Regions from separate parts of the Mus musculus genome. Here region 2 is linked to region 1. The links are chromatin contacts, called in public HiChIP or PLAC-seq maps. All regions are on one chromosome and are shown on one strand. The core of a region is the stretch at or near the end of the contact, and the rest is flanking DNA. Distances in the headings are between cores, read along the strand shown.

Evidence for each region. HiChIP or PLAC-seq counts read pairs in DNA pulled down with a chosen protein or histone mark.
Region 2: an H3K4me3 HiChIP or PLAC-seq map of bone marrow-derived macrophages shows a contact between it and region 1, with 3 times the contacts expected there. The contact joins the promoter of Rala here to the enhancer-like site in region 1. A contact is called at or near these places in 2 of 39 promoter capture datasets (embryonic stem cells and pre-B cells), 7 of 115 datasets of contacts at active chromatin or transcription factors (astrocytes, bone marrow-derived macrophages, effector CD8 T cells and 4 more) and 3 of 9 other capture datasets (adipose tissue, liver and pancreatic islet).

The regions. Positions count from the first base shown.
Region 1 is chr13:17,753,204-17,757,315 of GRCm38.p6, reverse strand. The region is part of intron 5 of Cdk13 (cyclin-dependent kinase 13); the gene reads left to right. Among named protein-coding and RNA genes, the nearest start is that of Mir466i, 7.8 kb to the right of the region's middle. Within about 2 kb of position 2,110, at least 7 of the 459 cell types and tissues checked have an H3K27ac peak or open chromatin away from gene starts, as enhancers often do. A contact at or near this core is called in bone marrow-derived macrophages, where this site is marked.
Region 2 is chr13:17,942,428-17,946,539 of GRCm38.p6, reverse strand. Rala (v-ral simian leukemia viral oncogene A (ras related)) reads left to right here and starts at 2,323. Exons shown (of 5, transcript NM_019491.5): 1 at 2,323-2,523.

The DNA of each region.
Region 1 (4,112 bases), core at 861-3,360:
CCCGCTGCCACCAACAAAATATAGCCTTTCTGGATGCATAGAAGTCTCTAATTATTAGAACTAAACATTGTCAATAAAAATAAAAAACAAGCTGCCAAGATGTCTCAGCAAGATGTTGCTTGCAAAGTGGGAAAGAGGTATAAAGGTAAGTTATGAATTCTGATGACATGATATGATACTTTGAACATAATAAATGTTTTATTTTAAGTAAAATGTCCTTTTTAATTTACTGTTTTAATTTGGATTTTCCAGAATTACGAGATTATTTTTATAATACTGCTTATAATAAACAATACAAGCAATTTTTTAATAGGAATAATGAATGCCAACATACATTACTGGGAAGTGCTATGGGGCTATTGAAAACATGTCAAAACTAAGTTAAGAAAAAACGTTTCTGATAGGAGTTTGTTGGGTCTTGAAGCAGTCTGGAAGAAAATCTCCCCCTCCCTCTTTGTATACACCAATCTTTTGTCTTTTCTCTGTGATATTATATCATTTCTCCCTTCCCTTCCTTCCCTTCAAATCTTCTGTAGTAACTGTTGAGGGGAGAACTTTTCACTCATTATTGCATCAAATATTTCTTCTGTCTCTTTCTCTTTTCTTCTTTTAAAGCCTTGAAAGAATGTTAACATTTGTGATTGTTTTATGGCCCTTGGATGTTCTGCTTTTTTTGTATTCCCCTATCCCATCCCACCATACGCATTCACTTCCGAACATGTCTATTCAAACATCTTTGTACTCAGTGATTCTTTCCTTGGAAATTTTGCTACAGTTATGAATCATGAGGTAAATAATCTGTTTTTTTTTTCAGGTAGTCTTAGGTGACCCCTATGAAAGGGCTGTTCAACTTCTAAAGGGGTGGTGACCCATGGGCTGAGAACCACTGTTCTGGGCTTATTGTTTACTCTTTACTGATTTTATTAGAGGCAAATATACATTGTTTTCATGAGCATTTTGGCACAGGACTTCTAGTGATGAAAATTTATCTGCCTATTTCTCTAACTTAGAAATAGTCACATTTATTTGTCTTACTACTGTTTTGTGCTGTTGACTGCTGTTGAGGGGTGTTTTCCCCCATTCTCACTGTAGGGAATTATTTTCAACAAATAGTTCTGTTTTTACTTCTTAGTTCTATAATTGATATATTTGTTTTTTATGTTGGTGGCCATTCTTAGGATACTTTTCATCTTGCTATGTCTGGGTAGGTGTTCAGTCATCCTACCACCACTTACTGAGAAGACCATCTAACTGAGTGAAATACCTTTTTGTGTTCTGTCCCTTTATTTCCCTCCTGTCTCTTTTTTGAGACTGGGGGGCTGGGGGGCGTAGGTGGGTGTATGTATGATGTAGGTACCTGTTTATTGGGGATGCTAAGTGTGTGTGAAAGCCAAAAGTCACTATCAGGTGTCTTCTTAAATTGCTCTCTACTTTAGTGTTTGAGACAGGATCTCTCATTCATTGTCAGCTAGTGTGGTTGGCCAATAGGGATCGGCCTCTCTCGTGCTTCCCAACACTGGCATTAAAGTCAGTGCCGCTGTGCCTTGCACATATGAGCTGGGGATCTGGAGTCAGGCCCTCATGCTTGCCTATCACCTAAGCTATCTCCCAGCATCACAGTCTATTCTACAGTACAAGTTTAGTGTGGACTTGGTATATTTTTTTAAGAATTACTTATTTTATGTGTATGAGTACACTGTCGCTGTTGTCAGACACGCCAGAAAAGGGCATTGGATCCCATTACAGATGGTTGTGAGCCACCCTGTGGTTGCTGGGAATTGAACTCAGGACCTCTATGAGCCATATCTCCAGCCTTTACAAAAATAATTTACATTATAATTTAAAAATTTTAAAATAGGAATGTAGAACCATTCTTTCTATATACCTTTTTTTCTTTCAGATGTTTTTGTTCTTAGTTATTTTCCTGTATGATATACGCTGTAGAGAAAACTCTTTCACTGATTGTACTTGTTGCTTTTGCTGTTATAAAATATCTGGATATAAACCAAGGGGGAAAACGATTATTGTGGCTTACAGTTGTGAGGGAATGTGACGGCAGGGTGGGGATGGTGTGGCAGGTCAGAGAGGAAGCAGGATGGTCACATTTCATCCTTACACTGGAGGCAACGAGAGGGAAGCAGAAGTGAAAGCAGTCTAGAAACCTCAGAGCCTGCCCTTGTTGATGTACTTACAAGATTCTACCTCTTAAAGATTCCATAACTTTCCTAAACAGTGCTGTTAACTTGGCATCAAGTGTTCCAGCACATAGGCCTAGGAGGCCATTTTAGCATTTACAGAACCACACTGATAAGTTTTAGAAATTGGGCTTTTGCATAATTTACAAATTAATTTGGGAAGATTGGTATTTTTGAACTGTGCCCTTTTTTTTGTATATGTGTGTTTTCTGCATTAAAAGGGAATTTTCAAAAAAAATTCCTTTCAATTTAAATAGCTATTATTAATGGGTTCTATTTTATCTTTTAACTGGTTGCCAATATCAATGAGTATTGTATGTTACACTATTTTTCCACATTTTTTAACTCTTTCTAATAATCTTTCATTGAACTTAATGGTTTTCAAGAATGGAATATCATCTTGTCTTATTTCAGTTCCTAGGCCTCTCAGTCATAGTTACTTGATAGAAGTAAGCTTTCTATTTCAAATTAAAATGTCATCTAATAATTATGTTACAGAATGGAACAGATGAAATTATTCAATTTTAATAACTTGTAACTCGGTGTGTAGTACATTGATTTCAATGTACAGTCAATTTATCATAAATTATTAAAGATTTTGTTTCTAAATTTGTGTGTCTCTGCACATGTGTGTATGTGGATGTTCATGGAAGCCAGAAGAGGATGTATCCCCTAGAGCTGTAATTACAGGCAATTATAAGCCACTTGATATGAGTGCTGGGAATTGAACTCAGTTCTACAAGAGCAACAAGGACTCTTAATCATTCAGCTCTCTCTAGCCTATTCTTCCCTCCCTCCCTCCCTCCCTCCCTCCCTCCCTCCCTCCCTCCCTCCCTCCCTCCCTCCCTTCCTTCCTTATTTCTTAACTTTTTTTTTTTTTTCTTCGAGACAGGGTTTCTCTGTGTAGCCCTGGTTTTCCTCGAACTTAGAAATTTGCCTGCCTCTGTCTCCCAAGTGCTGGGATTAAAGGCGTGCATCACCACTGCCTGGCAATTATCCATTCTTACCATTTATTATTAGTAGTATTATATATCTGAGACAAAGTCTTGCTGTGTAATAACCAGTTTGGCCTTGCATTTGAGATTTGTCTGTCTGTGCTTCATTCCTCTGTACTTAATACCTAACTCAGTGTACTGTATTACTAACTCAGTGTACTGTATTACTAACTCAGTGTACTGTATTACTAACTGACATATTTATTTTTGTTTTATATTGAGTATTGGAAATCTGGTGCATACTTAAAACATTTTTTGACTAAACCACAAGTGCTCAGTAGCTATCTATGAGCTCCTGGCTAACTCTGTGGGTTGTGCAATTGGAAATGAAACATAACTTGTAAATATTTATACTATGTTTCTCCCTATACACCTGTGTTAATATTATATGCTCTCTTGAAATCTTTTTGTTTAAATGCCATAGTGAACATTTGGAGTTGTAATGAGATTGAGCATCTTTAATGTTGTTTTAAACACAGACTTTTTTGATATTGGAGGCTCCATTGAACCTGATACAGAACTGCGGATGACTTTGAACTCCTGGTCCTTGTCCTTTAAAGTATGAAGGTTGCTGCACACACCATCTTGTCATCTAACATCCTTTTTCTTTCTCATCTTGTGCTATGGGATAAATTTCTTTTGTACTGGTTTATAAGGCTTTCTTTTATATTAAGGATGCTTACTTTTTTATATTGTGGACAGTATTTCCCAGTTGTCTTTTCCCTGTTCATATTGTTTTCTAGTGATATTCCTGAGTCACTATTTAGTGGAATCTGTTAGTTACATTTTTATTGGTTTCTCTGTGATGGTACTGCTCATCTCCCCGTGGATTATAATTTTATCTAAATGAGATTTTTCTGTTACTTTATAATTTATTTAAACTTAAAATGAACATTTCCATAATTAATGGGTAAACATTTGT
Region 2 (4,112 bases), core at 1,074-3,573, 190 kb before region 1:
TATTTATACAATCTGGATGGAACAATCAGTGAATTAAACCAGATCAGAGAAGCCAGAAGAACCAAATGCTGTTAGAGAGGAAGCAGCTGTTTAAGCTCAGAGTCAAGGAAGGGGGATAAGGTCACATCATAATTAATGTATTTCAGACCCTTTTCTTTTACAAAAGAAGGGAAGTCTCAAAATATCCCTAATATGTAGGCAGTTTGAGTCTTGGGAATCAAGAAAGATAATATTAATAAGTAGGACACTTGAATAAAATGTGTTGCTTTCTTCTTTGTAACATATTACATAGTTTATTGTAAGAATTCACTCAAAAATTAAGGATACAAGTTTCTGAATATAATGAAGCTAACTTATTGACCATATTCATTGTTTAGGCCTTTTTTTCTTTTTTACAGTAAGAGGCCATTTTTCAATCTGTGTTTTGGATTTCAGTTCCCCCTGCCTCTTGAGACCTCCACACATCAGTTATTTGTTCATATCTTCATGTAGACCACTAGGTACTAGAATAATATTAGAATGGCTATGGACAGTGAGATTAATACAGTATTTTAAAATTTTCTCTTAAGTAAAGCAGAAAGGAGAAAAAGTTTTGAAATTGTGCTCAATGAAGTGAGACTGCATCTGCTTGAAAGTGGCAATATAAACCTATGGCATATCTAACTTCAGCTCGTCCTGCCCACTCCAGAACTTGGAACCCAGCACACAGCAACTACCACTAGATAACACCATTTCACTTCAGACTAAAGAAACCCTTTTCCTGTAACCTATGTCCATCCTTCTTCGCCTCTTCAGTAAAGTACACCTTTCCGCAATCGAGCTATAGCTCTAGGAGCAAGAGTGTTTGGTGGCTAGGTATGAAACTCAGGGTTCTAGCCCCAGCAAAACCAGACTTGATGGTGCAAGTCTCTATTACCAGCACTTGGGAGATGGAGTTAGGTGAGTCTGAAGTTCAAGGTCACCCCCCAGTTACATGGCCAGGACAAAACCACATACACAAAGTACACTTTTATCCTGCATCTTTCCAAAAACAAAACATTGACTTCCAATTCTCTTACCCTCCAGCTGCCCAGCAAACAATTCTTATTTGGCTTATGATGCTTATATGGCTTCATCATCTGGGAATCATCTTTTGGTTGGTTACTGGCACTATTAAAAATACCTTTCTCTTTCCTCTTCTGCAATAGTTCACTGTCTACTCTATGTTTGCTATACTGCCCAACTCCCCCATTAATCGGTCCTCCATTTATAAACTGCTTAAAATTTGATGTATCCAGCCATTCTACTTCCAGAATTTAATAGACACAAAAGCCAGCCATGACTTGACTCCTGTCTCCTTCTGTAGCCTCATCTTTCTCATCAGCTCTTGTAGAACTTTTAAGACAGATAAGTGGCACTCAGCCTTCTCCATGAACCACTGATCCCTGTTCTGCGGGGACTCCCTTTATTTGGATCCACATTTACCATCGTCTTTTTGTACTGGAAAAAAGATCATACTTAAGTTTAAAACTCTAACCTATTGTTAGTAAAGTTATCAAGTCTTCCCTCCATTCATACTTCCAAACGCCAAGTACTAGGTTTCTAGACTGCAAACTTGATTGAGTGTACATTCATTCCTTTAAGTAGTCATGCCAACCAACCAAGCCGTTGGTTCTTCATTTGGGGCCAAAGGAAATGAGAATTTTAAAGTCCAGGGAAGAACGTGTGGCCGCTAACAGACACTAGGCAAACTATCTCGAACTTGTGGGCAGTTTTAAAGAAAACAACCGATTCAGTTTAACTACTAATTTAAGACATTAGTGTGTTACGGAGCCGTCGCCTTATCTCAGTGCCAAATCTAGTGTCGAAGGGTCTACTCCAAAAGGAACCCGAAGCCCATATGCTGAGGCCAGTTCTCCACTCGGTCAGCTACCGAGACCCTCCAACCAGGACAAGCGACCAATCCACCAACTCGGACTTGATCTGCGACAAACCACGTTGCAGGCTACACACTGGAAAACTCTTGCAAGAGAACCTAGCAGCCCCCAGAAGCAAGATGGCGGCCTCCCCCTCCCCTTCTTTCTCCAGGAACCCCTCCATGTCCGGGGAAGACGAAAACACCGCGACACGGGAATCCCGGCACGGCCTTGGGGGGGGGGGGCGGGCTACGCCTCGCGAACCCGGGGACTCGCCGTGGGTCCACCGGGAGGCTGTACCACTGCGCCTCCCCCGCGCCCGTAGAGCCTTTGTTCGCAGTCGCCATGGAGTACTCGGCCCCACGGCCAGGAAGTGCGGCCTGGCGCCCCGCCCCGCTGGCCCGCGCCCCGGAAGTGATCTGCGGCGGCTGCTGCAGAGCGGCCGGGAGGAGGGTGGGTCTCCCTAGAGCGGAGCGCCGGAGTCCTCCTCCTCCGCCGCCGCCCAGGCCGCCGCCGCTGCCGCCGCCCTCCGGACTCCTCTTGCCGCGCCCCGCGCGGAACTCCGAGCGCGGTCCGATCGGCGCAGCCGAGGCCCAAGAGCCCGCGGGTCGAGCGGCTCGCGGTGCAGGTGAGAGCTCGCCGGCCGGGGAGGCCGGGCCGCGGCGGGGGTGTGTCCGACGGGCCGGGCCCGCGGCCGCCGAGATTGCACGTCCCGCCTGCCGCCTGGGCTGGGACCCGACTGCGCCCCGACAGCGGGCGGCGTCTCCGGAAGGTCACCTGTATAGCGCCGGTGGCTCCCAGGGCTGTGCCCGGGCGGTGCCCGCGACCTGGGGCCGCCGCCGCCGCCGCCGCAGTCCCTGCGCCGCACTCCACCCCGACCTCCCTCGCTTTCAAGCCACTCTGCCGGTACAGAGCGGCTGCTTTTCGAGCTTCTCTGCCAGTGTTTGGAAGGAATGGCGTTTTCAGACTAAAGTCTTTAGACGCGTCCAGCTGAATGCTCGAAGGCTCTTCTAGTACAGGTTTAGCCTTTAGAAGAGGAAGGGAATGTAGGCATTGTGTGATGGGGGTATCTTCCGCGTTCGGTGCCTGAAAGATGTCAAGGAGTAGAAGATACGATTTGTGTGCTTTACTTGGGCATTCGTGTGTTGGAGTGGGCGGGCGTGGTGGCGCTGAGGTGGTTGTGTTGTCGGGAGACTTAGGAGGAATTAAAGAATTTACTGGCCTTTGCATGGAAACCAGAACGTCCAGACTTGTGAGAGCTCATCTGAGTGTCTTTGAGCTACTGTGAGAACTCTGGTGCCACGCCCTACCTGTCAAGCCAGGAAGCACACAATTTACAAACAGTTTGGGTACGTGTGCCGGGAGAACCTTTATTTCTGTAAATTCTTTTCCTGTAAATAAATTACAGCTTTAATCACGTTCCCAAAATTGACTAACAGATTTATTACTCACAGTGTAGAAGGCATTCCCTTTGGCTTATGCTTGTTAATATGTACTATTACCTATGCTGTTTGTATCTGTTGATACAATATTCTTATAAATGACTCCTGTGACCCTTAAGATGTTTCTACGGCTCAGTTGTTTTCAGAGGAGGAGCCTTTTCATCTTCTCTGTTACCACGTAAAGTGCTCAGAACTCCCCACATTTCTTCACTGAATGGATGTGAATGTGTACAGTTGATGGAAAAGTCACTTTCCAGAAGCGATTGACTGTGGCTGGTACTTGCATACCAAGCAAAAGGTACTAGATTCCATCTCTAGCAAGGCCTCCAAACAATTTTGTTAAGAGCACAGTTTTGTTACTTTGGGATTCTTGGAACATGAAAATTTTGCATTGTCTTTTTTGTTCTCCAGGAGATCAAGGAAAAATTCAGGAAGAATTTCATTTTCACTATTCTGACCTGGAAAAGGTTAAAAATATTTAGGGACTGTGATTAGACGAATACTCATTTATATTTTATTGTTTCATGTTTATTTCTAGAGTATATCCAGAGTTAGAAGGAAGAGATTTACTGGCAAAAGATTGCAAGTATATTCTTGGGGTTGTGATAACTGTACCCAGCCTTTAAAAAGAGGAAGTTAGGAGTTGATGCTGCTTAGAAATAAGGTGAAAAGCACGGTTTCTCAGAGTGGCTCATTTTTTGTCAAGGATACATGAAATCTTCTGACACCCCGACGTGACCTTGGCATCTTTGATCAGCAGCACTTTGATGTTCGG